Linked DNA regions of Mus musculus: regions 1, 3 and 4 are each linked to region 2. A link is a contact called in public Hi-C and HiChIP or PLAC-seq data. All regions are on one chromosome and are shown on one strand. Each heading gives the region's core, a stretch centred on a gene start, on an enhancer-like site or on the middle of the called end of the contact. The rest is flanking DNA. Distances are from core to core; before and after follow the strand shown.

What was found. A called contact is a pair of places that touch in the nucleus more often than the background predicts. HiChIP or PLAC-seq counts read pairs in DNA pulled down with a chosen protein or histone mark.
Region 1: an H3K27ac HiChIP or PLAC-seq map of the HPC-7 cell line shows a contact between it and region 2, with 9 times the contacts expected there. The contact joins two enhancer-like sites. A contact is called at or near these places in 3 of 39 promoter capture datasets (3T3-L1-derived adipocytes, neural stem cells and trophoblast stem cells), 1 of 15 datasets of contacts at CTCF or cohesin (the NIH/3T3 cell line), 8 of 484 Hi-C or Micro-C datasets (the G1E-ER4 cell line, bone marrow-derived macrophages, cortical neurons and 5 more) and 6 of 115 datasets of contacts at active chromatin or transcription factors (the HPC-7 cell line, acute myeloid leukemia, bone marrow-derived macrophages and 3 more).
Region 3: a contact with region 2 is called in a Hi-C map of bone marrow-derived macrophages, with 20 read pairs. The contact joins two enhancer-like sites. A contact is called at or near these places in 4 of 39 promoter capture datasets (3T3-L1-derived adipocytes, embryonic stem cells, liver and 1 more), 1 of 15 datasets of contacts at CTCF or cohesin (large pre-B cells), 6 of 484 Hi-C or Micro-C datasets (B cells, the G1E-ER4 cell line, bone marrow-derived macrophages and 3 more), 7 of 115 datasets of contacts at active chromatin or transcription factors (acute myeloid leukemia, bone marrow-derived dendritic cells, embryonic basal ganglia and 4 more) and 1 of 9 other capture datasets (bone marrow-derived macrophages).
Region 4: a Hi-C map of bone marrow-derived macrophages shows a contact between it and region 2, with 20 read pairs. The contact joins two enhancer-like sites. A contact is called at or near these places in 16 of 39 promoter capture datasets (3T3-L1-derived adipocytes, the HPC-7 cell line, HPC-7-derived erythroid cells and 11 more), 2 of 15 datasets of contacts at CTCF or cohesin (both in the NIH/3T3 cell line), 2 of 484 Hi-C or Micro-C datasets (bone marrow-derived macrophages and ganglionic eminence), 1 of 115 datasets of contacts at active chromatin or transcription factors (embryonic basal ganglia) and 1 of 9 other capture datasets (embryonic stem cells).

Annotation. Positions count from the first base shown.
Region 1 is chr13:44,980,843-44,985,793 of GRCm38.p6, forward strand. Dtnbp1 (dystrobrevin binding protein 1) reads right to left here. Exons shown (of 10, transcript NM_025772.4): 5 at 1,899-2,031. Among named protein-coding and RNA genes, the nearest start is that of Dtnbp1, 19 kb to the right of the region's middle. Within about 2 kb of position 2,144, at least 43 of the 459 cell types and tissues checked have an H3K27ac peak or open chromatin away from gene starts, as enhancers often do. A contact at or near this core is called in the G1E-ER4 cell line, the HPC-7 cell line and bone marrow-derived macrophages, where this site is marked.
Region 2 is chr13:45,473,969-45,479,292 of GRCm38.p6, forward strand. No RefSeq gene overlaps it. Among named protein-coding and RNA genes, the nearest start is that of Gmpr, 31 kb to the right of the region's middle. Within about 2 kb of position 3,478, at least 17 of the 459 cell types and tissues checked have an H3K27ac peak or open chromatin away from gene starts, as enhancers often do. A contact at or near this core is called in the G1E-ER4 cell line, the HPC-7 cell line and bone marrow-derived macrophages, where this site is marked.
Region 3 is chr13:45,100,441-45,105,544 of GRCm38.p6, forward strand. No RefSeq gene overlaps it. Among named protein-coding and RNA genes, the nearest start is that of Gm40932, 4.0 kb to the right of the region's middle. Within about 2 kb of position 1,496, at least 13 of the 459 cell types and tissues checked have an H3K27ac peak or open chromatin away from gene starts, as enhancers often do. A contact at or near this core is called in bone marrow-derived macrophages, where this site is marked.
Region 4 is chr13:45,049,372-45,054,652 of GRCm38.p6, forward strand. No RefSeq gene overlaps it. Among named protein-coding and RNA genes, the nearest start is that of Gm34409, 23 kb to the right of the region's middle. Within about 2 kb of position 3,625, at least 4 of the 459 cell types and tissues checked have an H3K27ac peak or open chromatin away from gene starts, as enhancers often do. A contact at or near this core is called in bone marrow-derived macrophages, where this site is marked.

The DNA of each region.
Region 1 (4,951 bases), core at 894-3,393, 490 kb before region 2:
ACTGCCTCATCACCCAGAGCACAGCTGTGTTGTTAATGTCTCACTCACTGTGAGGCCCTAACCCAGTCCCAGCCTTTCTTTCTGTAGTAGAGAGCAGGGATGGTAAAGGCTCATTTGTGAGGTTCTTGTAAGAACTAAAATGGTCTCTGTGAAGTGCCCAACAAAGCTCTCCGTCGTGTAGCTGCTACCAGCCGGGCAGTAGTCACAGGGACAGTGTCCAAGAGAGCTCTGTCTATTTGGACACAGAACACTGCTCTATGATTTGCTGATCACTCTCTGCAGACCCACTGGTGACTGCTGTAGAGGAGGGGACAGTGAAAGGTGAGAAGGAAAGGTGCTCTGCTCCCCACGGGACTGCATGAAGAGTTATCTTCTGTGCATGCAGTTCCCATTCCCCGCATCCATCCAAACTTAAGCTAAGGGAGAAAAGAGTGTTGAATAAAAGTTAAAGGGAGCCACCATCTTGGACTAGGCATCTTCACCAGTCACTCGAGCTGACATCCCACCGCACTGAAGTGAAACTGAGTGGTAGCCTGGCTCTTAGCATGGTGACAGCCCCTCAGCCTTAAGCTTACCCACACCCAACGGTCCCTTCCACCTTTGTGTCACACACACACACATGTCCCTTGTGAAAGGAAATATGCTACACTTTCCTGTCTCTCTCTCCAGAGAAAGAAGGAAGGACAGAACGACAGTCGTAAGGATAGATATAAGCATAGTACGAGATATGGAAATAACATAATGAAACCTATCGCTTTGTTTGCTAGACCTAGTAAGGCAATTCAAGGACCTGCCTCCCTGTCCCTGCCTGGCAAAATAATTTTGAAATGACTAATACATTTTAATTTTTGTTTGTATTTCCTTACTTTCTTTTTTGTCTGTAAAAGCACTAGTAAACTAATAGTGTTCTATTTTAGAATTAAAATAAATTACAATTTAGAATTTAAAAAGTAAAGCCATTTTGTGATCTTTACGTTGTTCTAATTTTGTCCTTTGAGAGCAGTGACCCACAATATTACCTTCATGTGTACATGCATCAAACACAACAGATAATTCTCTGAATATAAACCCATCCAAATGAAAAATGAAGAAAACAAACTTCCACAAACTTCAAATGCAGCAGAACTCATCTGACCTCATGTCTATCGCCTGAAGGGTAAAAACATACTGTAAGACATGAATTTCTGAAAGCCTAAATTCTAAAAGCAATGTTTGGAGGACATCCTCTGGCCAGGATAGTTACTGTAAGTCCAATTCATTCATTCATTCATTCATTCATTCATTCATTCATTCATTCATTCATTCAACTTACACTTTTAAACAAAAGACCTAATGACAGTCTTGAGTTATTTTAAAAAAAGATCAACAAAGGCTGGCAAGCTGATTCAGCCAGCAAAATGCTTGTAGCTTAAGCAAGAAGATCGGCCTGAGTTGGATCCCCAGTACATACATAAAGTGCCAAGCAAAATATCTTGCTTCTAATCATGGCACTAAGGAGCCAGAAACAGGCAGATCCCTGGGGCCCATTGGCTGGCCTCACCAGTGAGTATCATGGCAAAATGAGAGATACTGTTTCAAAGTCATAATGAAACATCCCAAGAGCTCTGGAGGAACAACACCCCCACCCCCACCCCACTTGACTCCCCTCCATATGCAGAAGCACCTGTATGCATACAAACATTTGGGCAGACATAGGCAAATAGGTAACACACACAAAGCAACAAAACTAAAATTATTTCCTTAGCTTACTGTAGGCAGAAAGCATTAGTGGTAAATTTTAGAAATGAATACATTTCTATATAACAATAAGAATGCACTATTATTTTCAAAGCAATAGCTGAGAATTGATGAATTCTTGGAGGGCTTTGAAACTGCTCTCACACACAGGCCACACTTACCCAGGCTTGCCATCAGAGACTCCAAGTCCTGCAGGAGAGCGGGCAGCTGCTGCAGCTGCCCCTGCAGCTCGTTCAGGCTGGTCCTCTTCTTCTCCCAGTGGGCAGACAGCATGACCACCTCGCTGTCCACCAGCTGCAACACAGACCAGCGGGGCTCAGGAAAACCACATCTCAAGCACACAGTCAGTCAACGAGCCGAGGCCCGGCCAGTTTGTCTTTAGCAACCCTCCATGGTCTACAGATGGCAGTGACACTGAAGACAGTGCCACTTGTGTTGCTGGTTTTTCTTAGAAGAGGAAGGAACTCAGTATTTGTACAGCAGACCTCAAACTGCTCTTGTATCAGACATCTAACCCAAAGACTCCAAGGTCAGAAATAAGCTGACATCTTCTACGTATGTTCTACTATTAAGGAAACTATTCATTGGAAAATTCATACCTAGGAAAAATAAGACAAAAAGCAAACAACAACAAAAAAGTAACAAAAAGCAAATACACAGAAACAAATAAAAAAGTGATTTACTGGTAATTACTTGCTAACTTGAGAAGAAGTTAAAATATTTTGTCTGGTACACAGCATAATCTTTTTTAAGGCATTATAGATCATACCATGGTTCATTAGATAACTTGAAAAGTCTAAAATAACTAAGGTTTAGACAAAAACTACTTCTTACCAAAAATCAAAGCACAGCATATTTAAATATTAAGGCTTAAAAATGGTTTATTAATTCTAACTTTACACAAAACTAAAAATTACATTCTTTATATAGGACATAAAGTTTTTAGGTAGAAAGAATATAGCAGAGTACACTAAAGTATTTTAATTTAAGAAAATGTGAGGGTGAACAACTGTCAAACCATCACAGATGATTATACAATGGTACAACACACTAAGCATCTGCTACAAGCCCGACTCTGGGTTAAGCAATTTAGATATATTATCTTACAAAAACTACATCTTCTATGTTCCTCAAAGGCTTGCAAGCTAACAGTGTATGCAGAGTAGCTGGGAGACAGTGGAACATTTCATAGGTGAGGCTAAGCGTGAGAAAGCTAAACCACCACGGGCATGTCTTTGAAAGGATGGGGATTCCAGGCTCCTCCTCTGGGTGACAGACTCCTGGGTTACAGTGAGATGAACATAGTTCTTCCACCAAATGCTCCCAACATGGCACACTGTCTAACCAACAGCAAAAGGACCAGTCATAAAGCAAAATGATAGCCAAGCAAACCCTTTCTCCTTAATAAGCTGATTAGCTCAAGTATTTTGTCAGAGCAATGAAACTAATTAACATAGCATAAAACTCTACAGTTCATTCAGTCTATCTGAACAAGCTTGCTTGTTAAGCAAAGTTAAGTGGTGTCTGACACATTTTATGGATTAAAAAAAAGACAGAGACCAGGCTGTTTGTGTAAGACCAAAACAAATTAGTGCACCAAAGATGATAATCAGAAATTGTAACCTCCCCTCCTGTCACAGGAAATGCACCCTGAGCAGAGAAGTGAAGTCTCACTCAGCTCACTTAACAAATCAAACTGCTAAATAAAACCATTACTCTTAAGAGTTCAATCTAAAGACTAGAAACTGTTTCGCAATAATAGGAATTAAAAGGAAAACACTAGAAGTCTAGCTTCGGAAAACTACCATGGATGCCTAATCCTTAAGTAACTTTTAACTATTTGTCTGTAGACTGTGGAGGAGGGAGGGGGAAACCACAACTGCTTAGACAAAGCTTATAAACAATCCAATTACCACCGACCATAGCTGTGTGCTTTCATAGACACTGCTCTGAACCCTACAAGTATATAAGAATATGCTCTGGGAACTAGAAAGGTGGCTCAGCAGTTAAGAGCACTGGCTGATAGTCTACAGAGCCTGGTTTGATTCCCAGCACCCACATGGTAGCTCACAAATGAACTCCAGTTTCAGGGAAACCAATGCCCTCTTCTGGCCTCCATAGCACTAGACACATATGGAGTGCACACACATACAAGCAGGCAAAACACCCACACACATAAACGAATAATAATCTTTTAAAGAATATACTGTAGAAATAATTGTAGAGTAATTTCTTGACAACACTGAACAGCCCATCTCCTTGCCTGAGATTGGTGCTGTCTGATAAAAAGCTATTATTTTATCAGGGACAGACCTGACATGAACACAAGTTTAAGCAATACTGAAAAAGACACTCATTTACCCATTTGTAAGCTTCAAGGTCACATTACTGAGAGGGTTTTTGTTTGGTTTGTTTTTATGTTTCTGAGATAATAATTCTGTATAGACCAGGAGAACCTGGAACTCTCTTTGTAGCCAAGACTGAGCTCAAGATGAGAGCAATCCTCCTGCTTCAGCCTGTCAAATGCTGGGATTGCAAGTGTTCATCTTCACACCTGACTTAAGTTTTCACTCTTGAAGTTTATGTTTCAGGACAGCCTCAGGGGTCATCTTTGCTTCTGGTGACTCCGACTTTGAATAGATTGGGTTTTGTAAGGAGAGTCTAATTAATCTGTGAAAATCTTAAGGACCTTGGAGTAAACTCCAATCCATGAGGGATTTCTTGAGTATTCTGAGTTCGGCCTGGTCTACAAAGTGAGTTCCAGGGCAGCCATGGCTATACAGAGAAATCCTGTCTCGAAAAACCATTAAAAAAAAAAAAAGATACATCTGATGTTCATTTCTTAATGCAGGGGTTCTGTGTGTGTACAGGAAACACACTCAGAACCCTGCACTATGAAGATAAAACACAGTAGCAAATGCAGGAAGGAAACCAGTTTTACCAACTGTTCTGAGGACTATCAGGTTTCCCTATTCCTTCCTCACCCACTTTAACCATTCACCAGGAAATATAGGCCACTTCAAAGGTCAAAGGGCACATGTAAGCATCTCAGAGTCAGTGCACCATGGACAAAGCCCCCAGCTTCTGGCTCTAACCTCCTGCTTTGTTAATAACCACGCTGACTTCATTTCCTCATTTTTGCCATTCCCTGAAATTTTACAGGCTTAGTGCAAAGAGCTCACAATACACACATGCACAAACATGGGTTTTGTAA
Region 2 (5,324 bases), core at 2,228-4,727:
AACACCAACTCAGTAATATGTATGTTTCTTATGTATACCTATTATATGCATATAATATGTACATATTTTAGCTATTTTTCTTGTTCCTTTAACAAAACTCCCTGATAAGAGCAACTCCGGGAGGTTTTGGCTCACAGTTTGTTGGTGAAGCCTTGGCGGCAGGCTGCTGATCACGTGACGTGCACAGTCAGGAAGCAGGGACTAGGGCGCCGAGTGCCCCGGTGTATGGTTTGCTCTCACCTGTTCACTCAGCCCACGACCTCAGTCAGTGAACAGCACACCTAGCAGAATGGGAAGCCCCTCCTTGGAGGCCTTGTGGAAGCTGCAAGACTTTGACAAAGATCTAGAGGCAATGAAGCCACCTGCCCTGTACCTGTTGTCCATGGAGGGAGACTGCATGGGAAGAAGTCCCTGCCTGCCTGGGTGGTGTCAACAGGGGCCCATAGAGCAGACCAGTAGGAGATCCTGTTGTTCTGGTTGATTGTTTGGTCAACTCTACACAAGCTAGAGTTACCTAGGAAGAGGGAACAGCAGGAGAGAAAAGCCTCCAAGGGATTGGTTGATAAGCAAGCATGTGGGACATTTTCTTGTAGAGAGTGATGGGTGGTGCCCACCATGGCAGGTGGTCCCTGTGTGTCTAAGAAAGCAGGCTTAGGTCAGCCAAGAGGAGCCAGGCTCCTTCAGTGTTCCTCTGCTTCAGCTGCTGCCTCTGCATTGTTCCTGCCCTGACTTCCCTCAGTGATGGAGTGTGGCCTGAGAGTTTACACTGGAGTAAATCCTTCCCTCCTAGAGTTGTTTTTGGTCATGGTGTTTATCACGGAAACAGAGACCCCCACCCGCCAACGACCACACCTGCTAACAGGACAAAAGGATAAACTACAGAGCCAAGAGAAGATATTGGCAGATTGGAAAGCAGACCAAGGATGAATATGTAAAATGATCAAGAAATCACAACTTCCATGCTTTAAAAAAAAAAAAAAACAAACCCAAAACAACTTAGAAAACGGATGAAAAACTAGAACAGATATTTCACAGAGGAAGAAGATATACAGATGGCAAATGAAAGTATGAGGATTTGATCAACATTATTAGCTATCAGAGAAATGCAAATTCAAAGCACAGACCATCCATCCAGAAAACTAAGCCAGCACTGGGCCTGGGAGTATAGCTCACCACGGTGAGTGTTTGCCTGGCGGGCACTGGGCACCTCACCTCTGGGTTTGATTCCCAGCAATGAATAAACTGTTATGTTCAAGTTGCAGGAACCCAAAGACAGCTGAGGAGCCAATTCTGATGCACACACAGGGATCTTTATTACAAGTTCTCAAGCAAGATCTCTCAGACTCTCACTGTCGCAGGGGGTCAGAGTGAGAGCCCCGAGTCTAGGAGTTCAGGTTGTTTATTGTGGTTGCAGCAAACTTGGGAATTTTCCATACAGGTCAGCAAGTTAATATTTTAAAAACTGCACTTCTGGCATAATCTGTAGGAACCAAACAGGATGGTCAGGTTATCTATTCTCTGCAGGATGTCTTAGGTTATCTGTTTGTACCTTGACCCTGCTTTTGTGACCTGACTGGCTGTTGCTAAGGGCAGTGGGTTGCCGTAGGATGCTCGCTCTGGAGGACTCTGTGATTTTCTGGAATTCTTGGTCTCGCACAAAATGGAGCTTATCCAAAAACAAAGTAGGTCGGGCTTAACAAAACCACGTGTAATACCCGTACTTCCAGTGTATGGGAGACAGAGACAGAAAGATGAGGAGTTCAAGGCCTGTCTGACTGGAGACTCTGTAGGAACAAGAGATGCTAAGGATGCAGAGACATCTGATCAGTCAGGATGCACTGAGAGGAAAATGGAAGATGGTGCAGGCATGCTCCGGAGATGGCTGTACTCTGGAAAATCTCAGCCACTGCTTACAAAAGCAAGCATGCAACTGTTATGTGGCCTAGTAACGCTGATCTTGGACATTTATACAGGGAAATGAAAATGTATGCGTGTGGATGTTCAGAGCGTCTTAAAGAAGGTGCAAGTCTGACCATCTACGTCTGTTCATGCTAAAAGTCGATGACCATCTATCTGTTCAATTTAATTCTATTCTTTAATAGAAAGTTGGACAAACTATCCTTGGATTTACTTCAAACATAGAATGCTGGATTTTATGCGAAGAGACCTCTTAGGCTTAGAGAAGGACACAGGGAAGTGGCCCTGCTCTGTGCCAAGCTGAGACAAGTTTGGAAGGTAGATGGTAACCCCAACTGTGGTCTCTGGGAAGAGCAGCCCAGAGTTTTAGTCAAGGAAACCGAGGCGGGAACTCCAGCTGGAAGTAGAGACCAAGGATGGAACACTGGCCCGATGCTCATGAGGCCTTAGGGTCAGTGCCCAGTGCAGAAATAAACTTCTGCCTCCGGCTCAGGCTTGGCCTCAGGGCATTCAGAAGCCCAAGCAAGGGCAGGGCAGGGACAACAGTGGGAAAAGTTGTCACAACAGTGGAACATAAGAGTGTCCTCTTCCTCTCTATCATGATCAGATATCTAGTCACCCGGGTTCTTCTGTCTCTCTAGGGACAGGGTCATACATGTTATACATACTAGACAATACTTTCTATACATATAAATACATTATATACATACTAGACAATATGTTATATATACTCAGACAATATATGATATATATATAAATAATTCATGATATATGCATAGGTAAAACATGACATAATTTAGGCAACACATGATATGCATGCTAGACAATACATGATGTACATCTAGACAATATGTGATATACATACAACAATATATGATACACATATAGACAATATGTGATATATAGGTAATACATGATATATATGTGTGTGTGTGTAATATATACATATAGACAACACATGATATACATGCTAGACAATATGTAATATACATATAGACACTACATGGTATATATGCTAGTCAATACATGAATACATATACACAATACATGTTGACAATACATGATATACATATAGACATATATGTACATATGTCTTATGTTAGATAATACTATAGTAAATGACATGGGTGTTCTGAACCCTGTGTCTTTGCTGTCTGTAGAGTCTGAGGTCCCCTGGCGTGTGCCAGCTGTAAAGTTTGTTCTGTTGTTGGCCAAAGCTCATCTCTTCTGTCTGGGCAACTCACGCAGTGTTTCTGAGTGCTTTCTACATAAGTTATGGGACCATAGCAGAGTTTCCCAACTCTTCTGAGTCACTTTCTGATCCTTTAGTGTCTTGCCCACCTCTGGTCAGTAACTCCTTCGATCTCCCCTTAATTAATTAAACTCTGTTGTCAGCCCAATTGCCACCAGCAGCTAGTTTTCCTTAAAGGGTGTAGTGTGTGTTGGTATGGGCAGAGCATTCCACTAGAGCCATGAGAAAATCGGAGTTCTACAAGGACACAGCCATGGATAAAGACAATTCCTACTCAAGCTAGCTGAAGAACTGTAAATTTGAAAGCCAGTGTCTGAGCGCCCTCTACTGGAAGCAATGGCACATTACTCCCAGCATCATTTTCCAGCACAAAAGACCTAAATTGTTGAGATGAGACATTGGCTTAGCATTTTCTTGACTCTCACTTTCAGTTTCTTCCAGAACTCCTGATGTTGACACAAGACATGACATATGAAGGTGTAAGTTAATTAAAAGACGCTTCCAGCATCCAAGATGAGGGAAAGGTGAGAAATACTGAGAGGCTGTGTAAAATGGAGTCGTTTCTGTTGCATGCTAAGGATAAATAGCATCCTTGCCGATTCTTGCCAGCCTGCCCAGAAAAATGTGAGTTCTAGCAGCAGTTTCTCAGTTATCACTGACAGAACCTGATTGCTTAATGATTTATAGCTTTATTACATAGTGGCCAAGAGCAAGCCCCTCTGGTAAGTCACTTCTTCAATTTGGTGACAAGAAACCAGCCATCAGGAATGATGTATTTCCTTGTAAGTTCCTTGAGAAATACGAGATTTTTCCTCTGTGTGCCTGTGTGTGGTGTTTATGCCCGTGTGTGTGTGTGTGTGTGTGTGTGTGTGTGTGTGTGTGTGTATGTGTGTATGTGTATGTGTGTGTGTGTTTGTATGTGTGTGTGTATGTATGTGTGTGTGTGTATCTCTAGTCCCTGCTTTTTCTTTCTACTGACTTTGCAGTTGTCCTGATTATTTGTTGGTTTACTACAGTACTGGGGATCAAACTTAGGGCTTCATGTTGAGATTTCATTGAGCGTTTCAGTTCTTATAGTATAAGAAATACGATAATTTGAATAAGCATGGTCCCTGTAGGCTCACTTGTTTGAATGCTTAGTCATCAGGGAGTGGCACTACTTGAGAAGGATTAGGAGGCATGGCCTTGTTGGAGGAGGTGTGTCACTGAGGGGTAGATTTTGAAGTTTCCAAAGCCTGTGCCAAGCCCAGTGAGTCAGTTAGTCTGCTGTCTGTCTGTCTGTCTCTGTCGGCATGTGTCTCTTTGTCTTTCTCTCTCTGTCTCTTCCCTCCTCCTCCCCTCCTTCCTCCCCACTTTCTCTCTCTGCCTAAGGAGCAGGTGTAGCTCTCAACTTCTCCAGCACCATGCCTGCCTGCCTGCCTGCCTGCCTGCCGCCATGCTCTCTGTCCTGAGGATGGAGTAAACCTCTGAAACTATAAGTCAGCCTCCAATTAAATGTCTTATTTTATAGGAGCTGCCTACCAAGGTAGACACCAATGGTGTCTCTTCACAGCCATAGAACAGTGCCTAGGAAAAGTAACAAGACTGTACAAGTTCACTAATATCCTAAAAGCCTGCAGAAGCTATAATCAACCTGGGCCTTTTTTTTTTTTTAAGTTGGAAACATTTTATTTAAATGTGTCAAATAATCTCCCTGTTCTTAGACCAGAAGGTGTGAATACATTCCACAAGAACACATGATCTCACTGCTGTGATTCACAGAGTAACAGTCAGATGGCTTCGGATTAGATAGTTAAAGATCGCTCCTTCCTGGGTTACAGCTGGCAGACACCACCAATCTCTTGTAGCTATGTGACGAAATAGTGCTAACCCTGCTTGAACTCGAGAACTTCATTACCTTAGATCCTTCATTTCTGCTTGGCTTCCTTATTGGAAATGACTTTTTCCATGGTCCCTAACACTCATACACCTTGGTTTCTCCCCTGGACAGCCCATACATGTTGGCCAGGCCCTGTGCTCTGTTCTCTTGTTCCCAGAGCCAGGCTGTGAGTCAGATGGATGTTCCAAGGCACCTTCACTCACGATTGGTCTCTGAGCCACCAATCGGGACTTTTCATCTGATAGGAGGAGGCTGTACCACTGTGCACTACTTTTG
Region 3 (5,104 bases), core at 246-2,745, 380 kb before region 2:
TGGTTATTGGGAATGTGCCATTAGTGTGTATCTTGGATGTTTCCTACTGTTCCTCTTTGCTTCTGGCTGCTCTGGAGTGAGCAACTCTTCTCTACCTGTGCCTCCCACCATGATATACTGTCTCAATCACAACCCCCAAGCAACAGAGCCAATCAAGCCCAAACTGAAACCCTTAAGACCAAAATGAACCTTTCCTCTTTTAGGCATTTGTTACAGAGGCAAACATCCTGCTGAACACACTAACCAAGCAATGAAGAACTATCTCATGATTGGAATTAACCTGAAGGCAGTAAGCTGTGTTCGTGTTAGCTGGCCTCCTGCTCATTAGGGCTCCTGCCCCCTCTGTTGGCTTGCCTGAGGCATAATTTGCACTTAGCACCCAATTCTTCTCAATCCCTTCTAGAAAAACCAATTTGCATGCCTTTTAATTAAACACACGCATTGCATTACTACCTCCCTAAGGGTTCTACTCCTGGTCTGCCTAACTCCCAGCTCTACCTAAGCCACAGAATCCTTAAAGAAAGGGTCAAGATTCCATTTGATAGAAGAACATTGGATGAGCAAATTGGAAGTAAAAGGATTGGAATTTAGATGTGTGCTGTCTAGCAAGAACATAATTCACCCATCTGTTCTGGCTTCAGATTCTTTATTTGTTAAATGATTAGGTTTGAGAACCAAGACATTAAAAAAAAATGTCCATCTGTGTGCCTGTGCTATATGCCCGTATGAAGGACAGTTTGCTGAGACCAGCGTCGCCTGGAGTTAGAGTTACAGGTGGTTGGAACCTGTGTGCTGTGGGTGGCAGAGACTCCAGTCCTCTGGAAGAGTAGCAAGTGCTCTTGTGTGCTGAGTCATTCTCTCAGCCATTGCAATCTAGATTTTTATATCTCAGGAGCTCAGGGATCATTTTTGGAGAAGACAATACTGTTACAACAACAACAACAACAAAAATGACATACAAAAACAACAACAACCCCTTCTATCTCAGACGTAATACAACTCTAATAATGAGAAGTTGAATCTACATCCACAGGGAGACATTTTGATGGTGTCTCACACCACACCTGGATATATGTGTGACCACAGAGGGGCAGGAGCTGGCGGGAGCTCAGCGTCTTTTGTGAAATGCAATGTGCTGACCTCTAAGATTCTCCCCACTGATTCCCCTCTCCTTCCCTCCTACTTTTCCCTTTGTTAGTATTTCTTCTCTTTCTCCTTTTCAACTCCTCCCTCCCTTCCCTTTCATTCCCTTCCTTCCTTTCTTTAGTTCTGACAGTTGAATCCTTGGACGATAGGCAAGTGCTTATAGATGAACAGCACCTCCAGATCACCCCTGACTCTAAAAGGTGCTTTGTAATCAAGGATTCAGGAGCTTAGAAAGGACTTCTGCAAGACCACACAGCTAGAATGTGGTAGTGTACCAAGTTCCCAGGAGTCCTGAGAGGGAAGTCTCAGCTTCTATACTTAGGTGTTTGCTAGCCTCTGACATTCCGTAATGACCAAAGAACCTGGGTTTTTCTAACTTCCTAGTTTCATTCTGTTGCTGTGGTAAAGCCCTGACAAAAGCCAACTCAGGGAGAAGAATGTTTATTTGTTTCTGTTTCCACAAGACCATGGAGGAGTGCTGCCAACAGGCTTGCTCTCTGTGGCCTATTCAGTGCCATGGAACATATTTACTTGGGTCAACTTCAGTTATAGATGAGGAAGAAACAGTCAGCTAGTGTCATGGAGGAGGAATGGAAAGATGCAGTGTTAATACTCCAGCCCTTCCCTATGGTATCATCAACTTGTCCTAATTGGCCAAAATAATCTTGGCTCTAAAACTGAAATTCCCAAGTCCGGCAAAACTCAATGCTAGGCAAACCTATATGGTTGTTTACCTGGAATTTCTATAATTAGGAGAATATAATTTCTATTCTATACAGTATAAAAATAAATAGCCTTCTGTTGATGTCACCTTGGAGGTTATGTCTGAGATAATTTGATGTCTAGGGAGAATTCAAAATTCATTTGTAGGCTTGTGGACAAGGAGACTTTCAGATGTCCTGAACCCCAGACACAGTAGGAATCACTGTGGTTATTAGTTGGGGGAATAGTGCTGTAGCTATATTCTCAAGAGCCAAAGCAATGAGCAATGATTCCAAACCAGTTCCCAATAATGCTCCAAATTGCAGTGTTGATTTGAAAGCAAGCTAAGACTGAGTGAAACCCAAATGATGTCCACAGAGAGTTGTTAGTTTAACCAGGAACTATAGTTCCTTTCAGCCAACCTGAGAAATATATCAGTGCAAAAATCTAGTCCAATTCCTGGGACCAACAGACGTCTCACCCAGTTTCGTCCAGCAGAGTGGCTCAACTGCAATCCATCCCACTGGGTGCCTGGCATTGGAAAGGATGGATGTGAGTTGGATGGTGGGGGAGGACACCGCTCTCAAGAACCAAGAGATGGGGAGCCTTTCCCTATTTGCTGATTCATGCCAGTGCCTGTACTGAAGGCAGATACAGGTTTTCACCACCCTTCCACCCTGAGCTGTTTACAGGCTCCTGCTAGTATGGAGCAGAATGGACATCAAGGTAGTTACACCATTGCCCTGTTCACAAGGGATGGCTCTGAACCACCTGTCTGATAGCCTACCCCAGGGGAACAAAGGAACTCTGAGGAGAAACTATCCAGTTCTTTTCCTGCGATAGGCTGAGGTCACACTGCTGGGGTTGCTGGGAGTAAGTTTGCACAGAACGCTCCCCTACCACTCTGTCGCCACACTGATGCTATCCCCACTGCTGGCTGCCCCAGCACTGTGAGCAGGCACTCTTGTCAAGACTGGGAACGAACACAGCAGGAGTGCTGTGCTTTCTGTCATCAGTTTTCCCAGGGAGAGCCTGGCTCTGAACCTCCAACTGGTCAGAGGAAAACTGCTTCAGGACCTTCATGTTACTGGTGCTACCAGGAGGTGCCAGAGGTCCTCAATACTAACAGGGCAACAGTGCTTGAGCCAATCTCTACCACGTGGCAGGAACCACCACTTCTATCATAGAAGTGTCCATAGACAATGTATTTCCCAGATTCGGCTGTCTGGTACCACAGCTGCAGTGTCTATAGTTTTGCATGGACCACAGACGTAGTGTGTCCAAACTCATTAATCATCTCTAAAGAGAGTATAGGGAGGCTACACTATGATGTCTAGGTGGAAATAAAGCCAGTGTACTTTCAAGATACATCTTCAGGAGAAAGCCACTTATAAAGAAAGTTATCCCATAAGAGTGGTAGAGATCTCGACTCCCCGAGATACACACATCTTACTGCAGGAATATAACAAACATGAAAAAGTAATATACCTGCAAATGATGATAATCCTCTAACAACAGATTGCAAAGAAATTGAAACAGATGAAATGTCTGATGAAGCGTTCAAAAGAATAATTACAAAAAGCTCAGTGAGATCCTAAAGGATGCAGACAAATCATTACACGCAATTAGCAAAACCATATAGGGCATGAACGAGACATTTTTATAGAGAAACTGTTTGAGAAGGAAACGAAGAGCATGCTCAAACAGTCCGATGATAAATCAGTGGAAATCCTTCAGTAACCATCAGATGGAAGAAGGGAGGACATCCGAGCCTGAAGACAGGACAACAGGGACAAAAACAAGCATGAAGAAAGATTCAGGGGCCTTTGGGACAGGGCCTCTGAGATGGCTCAGCAAGTTAAGGGGCTTGCTACCAAGCCTAGTAAGTTTGATCCCTGGACCCCACAGTGTGAAAAGAGAACGGACTACTACAAATTGTCCTCTGACTTCTACATAGTGGGAAATCACAGCACCCCACTGTAATCAATAGACAGAGCATCAGCAAACCAACACCGGAATAAAAGTAGATGGTAGGTTATGTGAGCCGATCAGATATTTAGAGGACGTGAACATCCAATAGCTATGTAACATGTGCTTTTTCATCAGTCCATAGAACTTTCCCTAATTCAGACCATGCACTGGGCCACAAAAGTCATCCCAACACATTTTAAAGGAGTGAAATTCTATCTTGTGTCTTTTCTGATTCCAGTGGAATACCACAAGAAGGGAACAATAAAGAGACTTTAGAAATTATATAAATCCTTGATTACCAAAATGGCACTTTGAGAACCTTCTACTTTGTTTATTATTGTTGTTCTCTTCCACACATGGAACCTAAACCTGGTCAACTAGAAAGTAGAAAAGTGTTTGTGATGCCTTGGGAAGGGTGCTGTGGGGTGGAGGTGAGTCTGGAGGAAAGGTGGCTGGGTGTGGTCAGTGTGCAGTCTGTCCCTGTAGGGAGAGAGCATAGTGAATCCCATCAGTATGATGTGTGTGTGCTTGGAAAGGGACAGAAATGGCCCTGCCCCTGACTCTATCCTTGGAACTTCTCATTTGGTGAGTCTGAGGCAGGGTTGCGAGGTGAAGGTTTACCTCATTTCTCTGTTGTCTTATTTGGAAACTATGGACTGAAAAGCAAACCACAGAATCAAGAGAGTGAGACTCGTTCTAGTCCTTTCTCAGCTACAGACTCACTTTCCCAGGACCACTCTTGAGAGCCATCTGTGGAGTGCACACAGATGAATTGCCTTGTGGTAGCGACAGAATGACCATTCTTATCTCCATGCCTTACTTTCTCTAAATGCACAGGGAGGTGCTGTCTGAAAACACTTCCCAGAAACTGTTCTGAGGTTACGTTAAATGCCTACATGAGCTTTTTTATAGAAGAGGAATTTTTCTTCTTGAGTATTAAAACAGTTGCTAATTTACTGAACCAGAAAGATGAAGGACCTCTGGTTTTGGTCATCTCAGGATGAAGACTCAGTTTTTCAGTCATAAGACCCATGGAAATTTCTTTAATTACTGATTTGGAAATCACCCCAAAGCATGAACAGTCTCTTATACTCAAACAGGAGAGTAGCTACTGAGTTCTTTCTACTTCCTTCTTCCCCAAAAACTCACTACATAGCCTCGTAGACTCCATGTTCATGGTCAGAGCCACCGACTGTTGTCAGAACTCCTGATCTCTACTTCTCAATATATCATTCATGTTAACAGACTCCCCTCTGTACAACAGGACTCATTTCCAAAGTCCATT
Region 4 (5,281 bases), core at 2,375-4,874, 420 kb before region 2:
TGCTAAGGAGGAGTCTGGCTCTGCTGGTTGCCAGTCTCCTTCCTTCCCAGCTCTTCTTACCACCTTGGGCTCCCCCACTCTCCATCCCCCTCACTGGCATCTCCTTCCGAGAATCCTGACTAATCCTGTCTTGGCACCAGGAGAGAATACAAGCTAATGAGGAGCTCATGGAAGCGAAAGAAGACATATCCATTATTCACTTGATTGTTTATTTCCATATTAACACAAGCCTTCTAAAGTGCGCTGATACTGGCCCCATTTCAATAAAACCCATGGGAAGAGGACAGGATTCAGAAAGGGACCCCAGAGGCACTGCTATCTGCTTTTAGTCTGCAAATTGATCAATGGAAAAGTGACAAAAATCGAAGTGTGGGCAGACGGAGATACTTGAATAGATTTTAAACAGCCAAAGAAGAATCGGAGAACAGTTCATGGAGACTGTTTTTACACCCACACAACCTGGCAGATCACTGCTTATCCCATCTTGGTTGCAAAAAATACTACAAAAATATGGTTCTTTGAAAACATCTTCTGTCCCTGTATAAATGACATAAGATCCAGAGGCATTTCTGCAAATAATATGTTTTCCGATGCCAGTATATAAATAGCTTGGAGATCTGAGATAATAAGAAAGTTGCCAAGAGTCTTGCTACACTGACAAGAGAAGCAGCCGAGTTGGAAGCTGCTCCCATTTTTTGTGGCTGGTCTTGAAATCTAATAGACGGAACACAGTGCTAGTTTCACCCCACCAGACATGGAGGAGGCTGCTATCTTTGATGATTGAGACAAAGGCCAGCTTGGGGTTTTCTCAACTTCCTGGCCCTTTGTCGCAGTTCTCCTTAGGAGACAAGTATTTTACTTTCACTGGAAAGTGATTGATTGATTGACTGACTGATTGGTTCATTGATTGTGTTGGAGATTGATCCCAGACATCACACGGGGCAGACAAGCACTCTACACTGGAGATATGTCAGCCAATTTTTGAAAGGATGACTAGATCCACTCCTCAATGGCTTTGCATGGATAACTCAAAAACTCACTCATTGCTTAGTGGTACTCTTGGATTCAACCGTCCTCTCTTGACCTCGGGTGTTTGTTTGTTTGTTTGTTTTGTTTTTACTTTCTGCAAAGACTTGTGAGAAGACACAAAAATCTTCAGAGATTCTCATCATTAAACATCCCAGTCCACAACTTTCTGACAGGGTCCTCCTGATAAACTTGGACTTCCAACTTAACCATTTGCTGGTGGGGATGACCTGTTAAGTTTATGTGTTGGTGAGGCCAGCAAGATGACTCAGTGGGTAAATGACACTTACTGCCGAGCCTGAGGACCTGAGTTCGGTCCTTAGCACCTACATGGTGGAAGGAGAGAACCTATTTCTACAAGTTGTCTTTTGGCTTCCACACATGTGTACACATACCCACTCCTCCTCACCAGTTTTCTTCTCTCATACACACACACACACACACACACACACACACACACACACACACACACACACGTCTCTATCTGTGTGGGTTAGTTTCCTCCATGATCTTACATACTTCTCACTACTAAGAAGTATGCTACTTGGCATCTGCTATTTTTGGTGCTATTACACATGAGAAACTACAAAATTATTTTTTATTTTACATATTCAGATGTATATATTTGTATTAAGCAAACTTGTTAAACAAAAGTTCTGACAATTCTCCTATGAATTCTTATGCTCATCAGTTAGATGCGTTCTGTGACAGTTTCATGTGTGTCTGGTACGTTCTTACTGTCACTGTGACTCTCTCTGACCTCCCTGCTACCTCTGTCATACCCACTCCTCCTCCCCAGTTTTCTTCTCTCATACTTTCTTGTTTTGTTTTTGTGAACCGCTGATTTTAACCAGGATATCTGTGCAGCCCCATGCTTGGGACTACCCACTGAAGCCTTGCAGGCACACCATCTGGAACACAACTGATGGCCATCACTGTCCCTCTCTAGAAATCATCAGTTTCCAAATAGTTCAGTGGGGGAGGATTAGGGCCCTATGAGCCCTCTGCTGACACATGGTTGCCTGTTGAGTCTTGCTCAGGCCTAGTCCAGGCAACTGCAACTGCTTTGAGATCACGTTTGCAATGGCTGTGTGATCCTCTGAAGAGAGTATTTTGCAACCCTTCAGGGTGCTTCTTACAGCCTTGCTACCACCTCTTCCACCATGCCCCCTGAGCTTTAGAAGGGTTTATAGAAGTGTCCTATTTCAGGCTAGCACTCAATTGCTATTTATTCTAGGCATCTTGAGCGGCCATGAGTCTCTGCATTCACTGCCGTTGACTGCAAGGAGAAGCTTCTCTGGTTAACCTGAGAGTAACGTTTGACTACGATTACAAACACAAGTATTTAGACTGAAGTTCAGGGCCATGTTAACGCAGCTAAACAAGAGTGGGCCCTATGACCTCCAGAATAAACATATAATTCTGTGTTCTGGAAACAATGGTAATCTTGGCTTCTTTGACACCTCTTTCAACTTAAAAAAAAAATTACTGTTCTGGTTAGGACCTGGCTTAATGTTAATATTTAGTAATGTCACCCAAACTGCCTACCTTTTTTTTTTTCCCTCTTAAAGGAAATACTTGTAAGATTTTTATCATTAATGTGAATTCCCCTCTGAAAATACTGAAAATAGGTAAGGGTGTATGTGTGTGTGTGTGTGTGTGTGTGTGTGCACACGCACGCGTGTGCGTGATATTTAAGTGAAATGGCTGTGTCCAGCCTGCTTTCCCTAAAGATGAAATAATTCTCCTTCCTATCAGTGTTTTTGCCAGCAATAAGCTTTCCACACATTTAAAAAAACCCTCTACTTGCTGTATAGTAGGGTATAAAATGAAATCTAATGATTATTTTAATTTACATTTTCTCTACTGCTCATAAGTTTCATCATCCTGTTGGTGATTTGAGTTTGCCTTTTTTTTCCTCATTCTTTTTTTCAAACTTGGAAGAGATAGTTGTTTTGAACAAACCCCATATGTTTATATTTCTATATTCCCCATTTCTTAAAAATTTCCCCAAGGCTGCATAGTTCCTATCTTCATTGTGAAATTATTGCCCTTTGTAAGTCCTTCCTTAGTCAGGCAGTCTGACCTCACTTCCTTATTGATTCTAATACTTCTTTTGGTAACATGGCGTTTGATATTCTCTAACTCAATGTGTATGTCGGCTGTTTCATTTCCTACTCTAATTTTAATTGTTCAAATTTGCAACATTGAATAATAAGTTCAATGTCAACATACATGTCTGGTTTTAGAGTTTAATAAAAAATGGTTAGAGCATTTTATCTTGTAGGATAGTATCTAGATCTTTGGGAATTAGGCGTTATTATATGTATTTCCTTTTTGATTGTTTTCAGAGGTTGACTGATACATTTTGCCAGTTAACCTATTGGCACAGGCTTTGGTTTTTCCTTTGAATTTGCTCATACAATAGATTGTGTTGGTAGACTGTGATTAAGTTGTCAGAGTCAAACTTAAAGCGACCGACAGAAGGAAATCATCTAACAGACCCAGAAAGCTAAGCGATGAATCAGAGACATCGGAGACCTCACACTCTGGCAGGAGGAGGTGATTTTTAGCATAATCTTGTCCTGTCAAAAAGAATTTCCACCTTTTCCAAAGGCAGAGAGAGAGGGTTTGGAGGTGTGAAAAGAGGAGCGTCAGAGCTGTCTTACACTGCATCCTGACAGCATGCTTTTATCTTATCAACCCCTTCACAGTGGCTTTAAAACACAGCCTGTCCTCCAATCATTATAATCGCTGTCGTAGCCTTCTGTGCATGGTTATATGCTGGACACTCTATGTTCTCCACAGCACCCACAAGGCTGATAGTCCTACCTCACTATTGTCCGACAATGAGAAAAGCCAAGGTTAGAGGAGGCAATCCAGCTAACAGCAGCCATGTAGCATGCAAGTGATGCAGCCAGAATTAAAAATTCCTGTACAGGTAAAGGCTATATACCTGGTATGTGTGTGTATGTGTGTGTGTGGTGTGAATATGAGTTTGTGTGTATGTGTGAATTTGTGTGTGTGTGAGTGTGTGGTGTGAATGTGTGTATGTGAATTTTTTGTGTATGTGTGTGTGGTGTGAATGTGAGTGTGTATATGTGTGAGTTTGTGTGTGTGTTAATGTGTGTTAGTGTGTGTATGTGTGAGTTTGTGTGTGTGTGTATGTCTGTATATATGTGTGTGTGTGAATCTGTGCATGTGTGAGTTTGTGTGTATGTGTGTGGTAGGAATTTGTGTGTGTTTGTGAATGTGTGAATCTGTGAGTTTCTGAGTGTGAGTATGTGTTTGTGAATGTGTGAGTGTATGTGTGTGAGTTTGTGTGTATGTGTGTTTCTGTGCATGAATGTGTGTGTGTGTTTGTGTTAATGTGTGTGTATGAGCGAGTTTGTGTGTATGTGTGTATGTGTGTGTGGTGTGAATATGTGTGTATGTGTGAGTTTGTGTGTGTGTGTGTATGTATGTGTGTGTGTGTGTGTGTGTGTGTGTGTGTGTGTGAGAGAGAGAGAGAGAGAGAGAGAGAGAGAGAGAGAGAGAGGTGATGGCAGCAATCTCAAGAGTCAATCCTGCTTTCCGCCATTTTTGAGACAGAATTTCTCTTGCTATTTGCAGCTGCTTATGCCATCTGGCCAAGAAGCTTCTGGGAATTCTCCCATCTCTGCCTCCCAGACTCATAGGAGAGCACAGATAGACACATTTTTATAGCCCACGTGAACCATCTTTGCCCACATGGGAAGGGTACCTCTCCTTTCAGGAGCTTCTTAACTTATCCGTGTTTTACAGACTTTCTTTGGGCAAGCAAATTCCTTCAGAATAAGTTAAGTCCCATTTAGCATAAAAACTTCTGTCCCCTGTGCCCAAGCACATAAGTGGTCTTGTGGAACCAGATGGTCTGGCTGAAGGACACTGTGGGCTCTCAGCTACTGCTCCAGTGCTCTGCCTGCCTGCCTGCTGCCATGCTCCCTGCCATGATGACCATGGGCCAACCCTTTGAAACTAAGCAAGTCCCCAGTTAAATACTTTCTTTTCAAAGTTGCCTTGGTCATGGTGTGTCTCCTCCCAGCAATAAAACAGGGATCAAGGCATGGCCCATATGCCTTTCATTCCCTTCAGAGTCTATGCTGTGGTAGATGCAGCTCTTGGGTTGCTGCCAGTGGTGAGTCCTGCTGAGATGAGGGAGCAATAAACACTGGAGAAAGTTCATGACATACTTCATGCCCCATGAAGGTGTGTGAGAGAAGATAGAAGGGAGGAG